Regions from separate parts of the Canis lupus genome. Here region 1 is linked to region 2. Evidence: chromatin contacts called from public Hi-C data. All regions are on one chromosome and are shown on one strand. The core of a region is the stretch at or near the end of the contact, and the rest is flanking DNA. Distances in the headings are between cores, read along the strand shown.

Region 1 (4,852 bases), core at 291-2,790, 120 kb after region 2:
AAAGCATTTCTTTGTGGAATTTAAGGAAGAAGGTTGGGGGGATCCCTGGGTGGCGCAGCGGTTTGGCGCCTGCCTTTGGCCCAGGGCGCGATCCTGGAGACCCGGGATCGAATCCCACGTCGGGCTCCCGGTGCATGGAGCCTGCTTCTCCCTCTGCCTGTGTCTCTGCCTCTCTCTCTCTCTCTCTCTCTCTCTCTCTGTGACTATCATAAATAAATAAAAATTAAAAAAAAAAAAAAAGGAAGAAGGTTGGGGAGATTGGCATATTTTCCTGAAGTTCAGCACTGAGGGTTTTTTTTTTTTTTTTAAGTAGGCTCCACCTCCAACATTGACCCTAACTAGGGCCTTGAACCTGCACTCTGAGATGAGGACCTGAGCTGAGATCATGAGTCCGCAGCTTAGTAGACTCAGCCACCCGGGCACCCCGGTACTGTTTTTGAATTTCAAGTATCACTAGGTCTCCTTTTATAATTAAAGTCATAATAAGTAATTATAGTGATTTAAAAAAAGGAATTGCTAGTAGTAATAATAATAATAATAATAATTTTATAGAAGTCACATGTGCTCCAATGCCCAGTGAGTGGCAGGTGTTTTTCACCAAGTATCCTACTTATGCTTCCCAACGACCTTTAAACAGAAATTATTTTCCCCTTTTTCTGTTTGAACTGAGGTTCAGTGAAATCAAATAACTTGAGGCAGGTCCAAAGGACGAGCTGGGAAGACTCCGGGGGCCAAAGGCCACGTGAGCTTCGGCAGGTGACACTGAGCCTCTCCTGGACTCTGGGTTTTGTTACCTGCTCGCGTGCATGGGGATGCAGGGCGGTGCGAGGCCGCCCACGAGGGTAAGCACAGAACGTGCTGGAAAGGTGCAGGAGCCACAGGCGCGCGGGCGGCTGCGAGCCGGAGGCAGGGGCCAGGCGGCCGCCAAGAGCGGGCTGGACGGGCGCGCCCCACCGAGCCCTTAGGTAGCGCGCGAGGGGCGGGGCCTGGGAGCGCGGAGACACCCGCGGGCCGGCCGAAGTGCCGCCTCTGCCGGGGGGGGGGCGCGAGGGGAAGCAGGGCGAGCGCGCGGGCATCCCGGAGCCTCCGTGGCGGCCCAGGCGGCTCCCCCTCACTACCCGAAACCGAGGCCGAGACCGCGCTCGACCTTCCTCGGGGCGGCCTCCCCGGGAGCGCGCGGGAAGGGGACGGTCCTGCGTAGAGCCCCCCCCCGCAGGTTGGTACGGCCCCCCCCCCCCCCCCCCGCCGCTGATCTGGCAGGCTGCGCGCGCACCCCCCGGCCCGGTTCCCTCCTCCCGCTCCTCGCGTGCAGCTCGCTGGCCCCGCGCCCGCCGGGGACGCGCCGCGCGCCTGGGCGGAGAGGAGCGCGGCCGCGGGGGCGCGCCCCGCTGGCCTCCGCCCCCCCCCCCGCTCCCCTCCCCCGAGTCCCGGGTGCCCGGCTCGCGCGGCTCGGTGCGCGGAGAGCGGGGACCCGGCGCCAGCCCGCCCGCCCGCCCGGCCCTGCGTCCCCGCCCCGGCGTGCGAGGCGCCGCGCGCTCCTGCCGCCCCGCTCGGTGCATGGAGGGCCCCGCTCGGATCGCAGCCGCCGCCGCCGCAGCCGCCGCCCGCGCGCGGGGCATGACCTGGGGGTGGCTCTGGGAGCCGGCCGCCGCGCAGGAGGTGCGGGGACGGGGTCCGCGCGGCCGAGAGGGGCGGGGGGGCGCGCCGCAGCCCGGGAGGGCGGGGGCCGGGGAGCCCGGGGGCGCGGGGCGCGCGGCTGGGGCGCGGGCGGCCGTGGGGGTCCCGGGCTCCGCGCGCTCCGGGGAGGGCGGCGGCGGGCGGCGTCCCGGGGCCCGGAGCCGCCGGGAGGGAGGGCGGGCCGAGGTGTCAGCGGCACGCTCCCGCCCCCTGACCGAGGCCCGCGGGGCAGGTGAGGGCCGGCGGCGCCGCGAGGGGGGGCGCCAGCACGTTTCCCCGAGGGAGCGGGGTCCCTCGCCTCTCTCGCCTCCATCCCGCAGAGCGCCCGCGAGAGACAGTGATTTATGTGCGGGGAGAAGCGAGAGAAATGTCCTGCACAATGTATCTTTCTCTGCCTTCACAGACCCAGCGACTTCCCAGCCCCAGGGAGTGCATTTTTCCTTCCCCTCCGTAAAGCTTTCTGTGGATTGCATTATCATTTGCTAAATGCATTACAGCTCGCTATTTATTTCGGTCTGCAGCTTCCAGACCTTTGTTGCTTTCTCTCCGCATCTAGGGATTTGAGCAATAAATCACTTGAGGAGGATAGATGACTCTCTCGCCCTCGCCTTCATTGTTCTCCCTCACCCCACCAAGTCAGGTGGAAGGCTCTGCAAAAGGAGCTCTTCTCCAGAAGTGCCTGCCTTTCCTCGGTCAGGACGACCAGAGGGTGGCAGGTGCTTCAGGGCAAGGCAGCTTTCCGATGGAGATGTAGAGTTTAGGGGAACCTCGTCAACGGAAGGTCAGCCTCTGTGTGTCCTAAAGCAGACACTTTGAGAAACAGAAAGTTGAACCCGAAGCTAACAGGAGATTCATTCTCAGCGGGCAGTGGCCAAAAGTGAGAGAAGCCAGTTCTGTTTCCGTGCCTCGCTGTGCCTCGCTGATACCGTGGCCCTCCGCCTCCCCAGCTGACACTTGGCATATACCTAAAGGGCTGTGTCAAGGAGGAAAAGGTGGGAAGCAGGAGCCGGAAAATAAATGGGATTATTCTCAGTGTAGTTCTAAGCATTCTAGGACATTTTGTAGCTCATTTTTGAAAAGTAGTCTATTTTAGCTGAAATTGGGGGTGGGGTGGGGTCGTGGTTCAGCTTTTAGGACAAGATGAAAGAAAAATTTTCTGGAAATTTTAAATTAGTGCTTAACTAGAAAGCATTCTTAGGAACCCAGAGAGGCACCAAATACTGTAGTTTCTGTTATGCACATGTTGAAATAAACTGCCTCATACTTGAAGTTATATGAGAAGGATGGAGAAAACCTGTTTCATTTTGTAAAGACGTGCCCTGGGTGTGTGCTTGGCAGTGGGTAGAGCAGAAACATTTATATTTCTATAAAAACACACACACACACACACACACACAAGTGTATATTGTTTAACTTTCATGCAAAAACTCGGATATAGTATTTGGAAATCTGTCTTTGTTTGAATAGTTTAGTCAACCAGGAAAATCAGTTACTAGAGGTACTGTGCTATTGTTTGTGTAGTAACTCACTTGGGATGCTTTGATTGATTGCTGTGGTTCTCATCAACCTCCTCTTCTGTGGAAAGTACTTAAACAGCTCTGACTCTCAAGCCGGGAAGTACAAAGAACCCTTAGGACTTGGAGCACACTGATCTAGCTTGTGTAGGTTGGCTTCTAAATCAGTCTTACCCTTTGCCTTCTTTGCAAGAAAGGAATTAAGTTCACTTTAAGATAGGGCCCCTCTACCCCCACCCCACACCCCCCATCAGCAAGGTATGTATATATCTGCCTATATATATATTTATATATCTATATATGTAGATGGAGGCTTCATGTGGGAATAGGAACCTCTGTTATGGGGTTTTGCTCTAAAGAGGTCAGGTAAAATTTGTTGACTAGTTCTCCCGCTTTTCTGTTTTCCACTTTGCCCTTATGCCCTCATAGCTTTCTAGATGATTTCATTTATGAGTTTGTCAAAATATAAGTTGAAGTAAAAATGTTCTTCTCTAGAGATGTTTCTTTTGCCACAGTTGGGACTAAAAATTGGTGACTGTGTCTAAGCATATCTTGGGGAAATGATTTTAGGAATTCAACCTGATCTTAGTGATATTAGGCTGGGGTAGGAAATTAAAAACAACTAATTGAAAAATTGGCTATTTATAACATGTAATTACATTGGCTATGGCCTTGTAATTAGCATTTGTACTATGTAGAAGGATAGATAAGACAATACATCAGGAGAGCAGATGAGTTGTGTACCACGTAGTCTTTCTTTAGATATATGATCTTACTACTTAATAGGAACTAATTAGATTAGAAAGAGAATTTGGAGTCTGGTTGCTAAATAGATTGCTTTGAAGAACTCGATTTTATGGTGATTTTTGATTAGTGCTTCCTCTTCTCCCCCCCCCCCCCCAACAACTTTTGTTGCCTTGGATTGAATTAGAGAATGTTTTATTGTTTTTATTCAAGGTTTTATATTGTATGTAAACATTGCATTTATTTATAAACATTCCATTTACAAATTTTTGTTGTGTATATGGCACTAATTGACTTTTAAGAGGCTGAGGAGGAGGGAGGGCTTTGAGTCTTCTCAGTGAAAATTAAAAGATGGTGTATGGAATATCCTTCATGTCATTTAAAAAAATATTGGATTACAATTAAGTGAAAAACTGGTTTGTTGGTTTTTTTTTTTTTTTAATCCTTCAAGGATTTTCGTCATTGTTTGTGCTCTTTCCCCCCATTGTCAGGCTTAAAACATACAGTATCATTGTCATCTGTCCCCTGAATAATGGTCCTGAGGTGATATTATTAATGTGGCTTTTTAAAATCAAACTAATTATACTTGCCTAAAAGAGCCACATGTGTGTGATTCTAGCTGCCTGGTGCCTTTTGAGAGCCCGGGAGACAAGCTAGTGAATAGAGCTGAAAATTCATTCTGTATTTGATTAAATGGAACAGACTCGCTGCTCCTTACCCCAGCAGGGGCTATGAGATCTCTTGATCCCCGAAGCGGCTCCAGGACCCTGGGAATTCCATTAGCGAGCACCTGAGGAATTTCTGCCCTGCAGTGCCTTTTTTGTATGTGTGTATGTGTGTGTGTGGAGAGGGAGGGGGAGCCGAGTGGTGATGGGGCGGTGGAGGGAGGGGGGCGGAGAGAGGCTGCATTAGAAGAC
Region 2 (4,949 bases), core at 2,300-4,799:
GAACACTGGGGTGCAGGTGTCCTGCTGTTTCACTACATCAGTATCTTTGGGTAAATACCCAGTAGTGCAATTGCGGGGTCATAGGGTAGTTCTATTTTTATTTTAGTTCTATTTTTAACTCTTTGAGGAACCTCCACACAGTTTCCCAGAGAGGCTGCACCAGTTCACATTCCCACCAACAGTTAAGAGGGTTCCCCTTTCTCCACATCCTCTCCAACATTTGTGGTTTCCTGTCTTGTCAATTTTCCCCATTCTCACTGGTGTGAGGTGGTATCTCATTGTGGTCTTGATTTGTATTTCCCTGATGGCAAGTGTTGTGGAGCATTTTCTCATGTGCTTGTTGGCCATGTCTATGTCTTCTTTGGAGAAATATCTTTTCATGTCTTCTGCCCATTTCATGATTGGATTTTTTGTTTCTTGGGTGTTGAGTTTAATAGAGCTCTTTATAGAGCTTGGACACTAGCCCTTTATCTGATAAGTCATCTGCAAATGTCTCCTCCCATTCTGTAGGTTGTCTTTTAGTTTGGCTGACTATTTCTTTTGCTGTGCAGAAGCTTCTTATCTTGATTAAGTCCCAATAGTATATTCATTCTACAAAAAGAAACCTTATACCCATTTAGCAGTCACTCCTCATTTCCACTCATTCCCAGCCATACCAACTGCTAGTTTATTTTCTGTCTCTATAGCTTTGCCTATTTTGGATACTTCCTATAAGTAAAATCAGGTGATTTGTAATCTTTTGTGTCTTTCCACTCAACAATGTTTTCAAGGCTCATCCATGTTATAACATACATCAGTACATCATTTCTTTTTATTGATGAATAATATTCCATGGTTTAGGGACATCTGGGTGGGTCACGGGTTGAGCATCTGCCTTCAGCTCAGGTCATGATCCCGGGGTCCTGGGATCGAGCCCCGTGTGAGGCTCCTTGCTCAGTGTGGAGCCTGCTACTCCCTCTCTCTCTGCCTGCTTGTACTCTCTGTCTCTCAAATAAATAAAATCTTTTAAAAAATTAAATAAAATCTACTCTCTTAGCAACTTTTAAATATGCAACATGGTTAAAAAAATAAATAAATAAATAAATATGCAACATGGTTTCATTCACTACAGTCACCATGCTGTACATGACATCCCTAGGCCTTACTTATTTTATCACTGAAACTTTGGTATCTTTAGGCCCCCTTCACCTATTTCGCCCACCCCCAACCCTGGCCTCTGGCAACCACCAGTCTGTTCTCTGTATCTATGAGCTCTTTTGCTTTGTTTTAGAGTCCACATATAAGTGAGATCATACAGTGTTTGCCTTTTTCTGTCTGACTCGTTTCCTTAGCATAATACCCTGAACATCCAACCATGTTGTTGCAAATGGCAAGATTTTCTCTCTCTTTTTTTTTTAATGGCTGGGTAATATCCCACTGCCTATATGCACTACATTTTCTGTATCTATTCATCTATCGATAGACACTTAGGTTGTTTTCATATGTTGGCTTTATCATTGTGGTTTTGATTTGCGTTTTGATGATGGCTAATGGTACTGAGCATTTTCTCGTGTGCTTATCAGCCATTTATATATTTTGTTTGAAGAAATATCTATTCCAACATGTTGCCCATTCAAAAATCAGGTTGTCCTTTTTTATTAAGTTGTAAGAGTTCTTTGTATATTCTGGATATCAATCTCTGATCAGATACATTACTGTAAGTATCTACTTGCCTTCTGTTGTCTTTTCACTTTCTTGAATACATCATCTGCAGCACAGAAGGTTTTTTTTTAAATGTAGTCCAATTCATTTTTCCTTTTGTTGGGTGTGCTTTTGGTTTTATATTTAAGAAAACATTGTCTAGTCCAAAGTCATGGAAACTTCCTCCTATATTTTCTTCTAATAATTTTCTTTCTTTTTTAAATTTTTTACTTTTTTTCTTTCTTTTTTAAATTTAAATTCAATTTTCTTCTAATAGTTTTCTAGTTTAACTCTTGCATTTAGGTCTGTGATCCATTTTAAGTTAATTTTTGTATATGATATAAGGAGGGTGTCCAATTTTGCATGGGGGCAGCAGCCCATTGCCCCAGCACCATTTATTGGAAAGATTATTCTTGCCCCCCATGGAACCGTTGAGGTCAATTTCCATTTTTGAAAGTCGTGCTGGGTCAAATATTGATGATTTCACAGGTTACAATTTAGTTTTATTACAGTATTAATGTGAGCAAAGAAATAACTGCAGTTTCTGACTTGGCCACCAGATGGGAACAGTCTCCCAGACTTTCTTCCTCACCAGCGGCGCTAACTCTGAAAGTAGGAACAGGTTTTAATCAAGAATCAAGCATCCTCCAGAAGACTTTTGCTGTCTTTAACCTTCTGAGAACACTGGCTTTGGTTACCCCAATCTTGTAAATCTCGGTCCCCTGCTTTTTTTTAAAGTAGAAAATCTGGAGTTTTCTGTTCTCCGGTGGAGAGAAATAGTAGAGGGAGACCATGAGTTTAGGCTCCCCTGGTGAATTTGAAATAGACTTAGATTCATAAACACCCAGTTGTAAGAGCACTACAGGATGGTTACAGAAATGTAGAACAACGTATCATCAAGCTGTCCTCAGCCACCAAAATGCCTAATGGTAACACGCATTCACCCACGTTGTGGTCACACAGCCTCGCTGACACGTCAAGAGTTCTGGGGCCTTGGCTGATTTTATTCTGGCTCAAAGCAGTAAACAGTCTCAATCTCTTTGATCACAAGCATCGACTGATAGTTAAGTATGATTCTGACTAATAAAAACAGGCTGATGAAATATCATTTAATAAATAAGGGAGGAGGGAAAAGGGAGGTAATGAGTTTGGCAACTTGTGCTACCATAATGTGCTTTAAGGCTCATCATCGATCATGCGAGCTCCTCCCTCCTCTGTTCCTCCTGGGTGATAAGCTCCTCCAGAAGGGGCCTCACCCCTTCTTCCTCCACTGCCTCTCTGACCCTGATTCGGGGTCCCCAAGCCCCTCGCCCTGCCCTGTGCCTTCTGTCGGCACCTGTGGGCCTGTGAACTGTAGCATCAGAGCCGACGGGGCACCCCCTTTGCCCAGCCCAGCCTGCCCAGGGAGAGCTGCAGGGCGGTGGGGAGTGGGCGGTGGGCCACCGGGTTAGGGGGCAGCCTCCCCGCACAGAAAGCCAGCAAAGACCAGCTCTGACCATGGGGGTGTGCGCCCCAAGCCTTCCTTCAGCACTCTGGGAGCGATTAGGGCCTATCTGTCAGCAGCACACAGGGCCCCAGCAGGGCGGCCTGGACCCCTTCAGGGAGGAGGGCGAGGGGAAGAGGCCCCCGCTTTGATGTGAGCCCTGAGGTCAGGCTGGGAGCAGGAGGTGAGGGCGGGGGTTTGGCCTGCTGGAGACAATCTCCTCTCCCATCTCAGGCTTCCACGGGAAGACAGGAAGACACCAGCTTGTCTTGTCGCCCCTTTCATCTGTCCCTTGTCTCTGGGGCCACCAGGTCTGTGCCCGGGCCCCTGGGCTGCTCCGTGCCCCTTGTCCTGCACCTGCGGCCTGCATGTGGCCCTGTGGCCTGCCTTCCACGCTGTGACCTGGGCCTGCTCGCATGCCCTCTCTGGGGGGACAAGAGGCACCGCGGGGACACCTAGGATGGGGGCTCAACCCACCCGCTTGGGCTGTGGTTGATTCTACGGAGCCTGTGGCGATGACCCCAGGCAGCAAAGTCCGAGAAGGGCATTTGCCTGAGTCCTGGGAGTCCGGGTGCCGGAGGGGCCTCCGGGGTCACAGTGTGATGGGCTTGCACTGCAGGTAGCTCAGCGACTCCTGAGGGTTCCCGCCCCCCTAGGGGGAAGGGAGAGGAGAGGAACAGGCAGGGAGGAAGGAGGAGGACAGGCAGGAGAAGAGAACCACTGGCCCCCTTTGAGCTCTTTGAGCAACTCCGAGTCACATGCATGCGTACACACACACACACACACACACACACACGCCAGGGCCTCCTCCAGGCAGGCCTGAAAGGCTGCCAGCCCATCCTGGCCCAGCCCTGGAGTCTGGCCTTTTTCCTGTCTAAAGTTACAGAATTTTCCAGAAGTTTCCCTGTGTGTGTGTGTGTGTATGTGTGTGTGTTTCTGGAGTTAAACACCAGACTTCCCCTATCCCCTGACTTCTCTGGCCTAGGGAAGAAAAGCCAAAGAGGGAAAGAAAGCAAGGGAGAGGGCTGATGATTGGACCGAAGGCTTCTCCTTCTTTCTTTTCTTCTTTTGGGAGTTCCAGAAACCTACTTGTTTTTTGTTTTTAGATTTTTATGTATTTATTAATGAGACACACACAGAGAGAGGCAGAGACACAGGCAGAGGGAGAAGCTGGCTCCCCACAGGGAGCCTGATGTGGGACTTGATCCCAGGAACCCGGGATCATGACCTCAGCCGAAGGCAGACACTCAACCACTGAGCCACCCAGGTGCCTCAGTAACTCAGTATTTGGATCCAACTGAGGAGTCTTGCCTGTCATTGGAGATAGAACCTTCTGGAAGGATGGTGGCATCCGCCACTCTCCTGGGTGGTGAGTGATCACTCCAGCCATTCCAGGTAGAGCCACGGCCACTGGCTTATCCTGAGCACTTAGAGGCCCCAGCCAACCGTGCCATGTATTCTATGTGATCTTACCAAATCCTCAGAATGGTTCCCTGAAGTAGGTACTTCAGAGACCAGGAATTCAAGGGAAGCAACTTGCCTGTGGCCCAGAAGTGAGGGGCTGAGACCTGGGCCCACCTTCTTACCGCACATCGCTGCCCGACTTCAGATGCAGCCTTAGATTTCCAGTGGTGGTTCTGGAGAGGAGGCAGGTCTCATGGTGGGCTCTTTGGGCCATTTGTATGTTTTCTTAGAGTCCCCGGGGTGTGTGTGACAACAGCCCCAACTGTGCCATCCTTTTTTTTTTTTTAAGATTTTATTTATTTATTCACAAGAGACACACAGA

Evidence for each region. Hi-C and Micro-C count contacts between places; a contact is called where the count stands out from the background.
Region 1: a contact with region 2 is called in a Hi-C map of blood, with 3 times the contacts expected there. The contact joins the promoter of CDON here to the enhancer-like site in region 2. A contact is called at or near these places in 2 of 9 Hi-C or Micro-C datasets (blood and skin fibroblasts).

Annotation. Positions count from the first base shown.
Region 1 is chr5:8,467,178-8,472,029 of UU_Cfam_GSD_1.0, forward strand. It overlaps CDON (cell adhesion molecule-related/down-regulated by oncogenes), which reads left to right and starts at 1,541. Exons shown (of 19, transcript XM_038535707.1): 1 at 1,541-1,659.
Region 2 is chr5:8,349,657-8,354,605 of UU_Cfam_GSD_1.0, forward strand. No RefSeq gene overlaps it. Among named protein-coding and RNA genes, the nearest start is that of RPUSD4, 19 kb to the left of the region's middle. Within about 2 kb of position 3,550, at least 2 of the 20 cell types and tissues checked have an H3K27ac peak or open chromatin away from gene starts, as enhancers often do.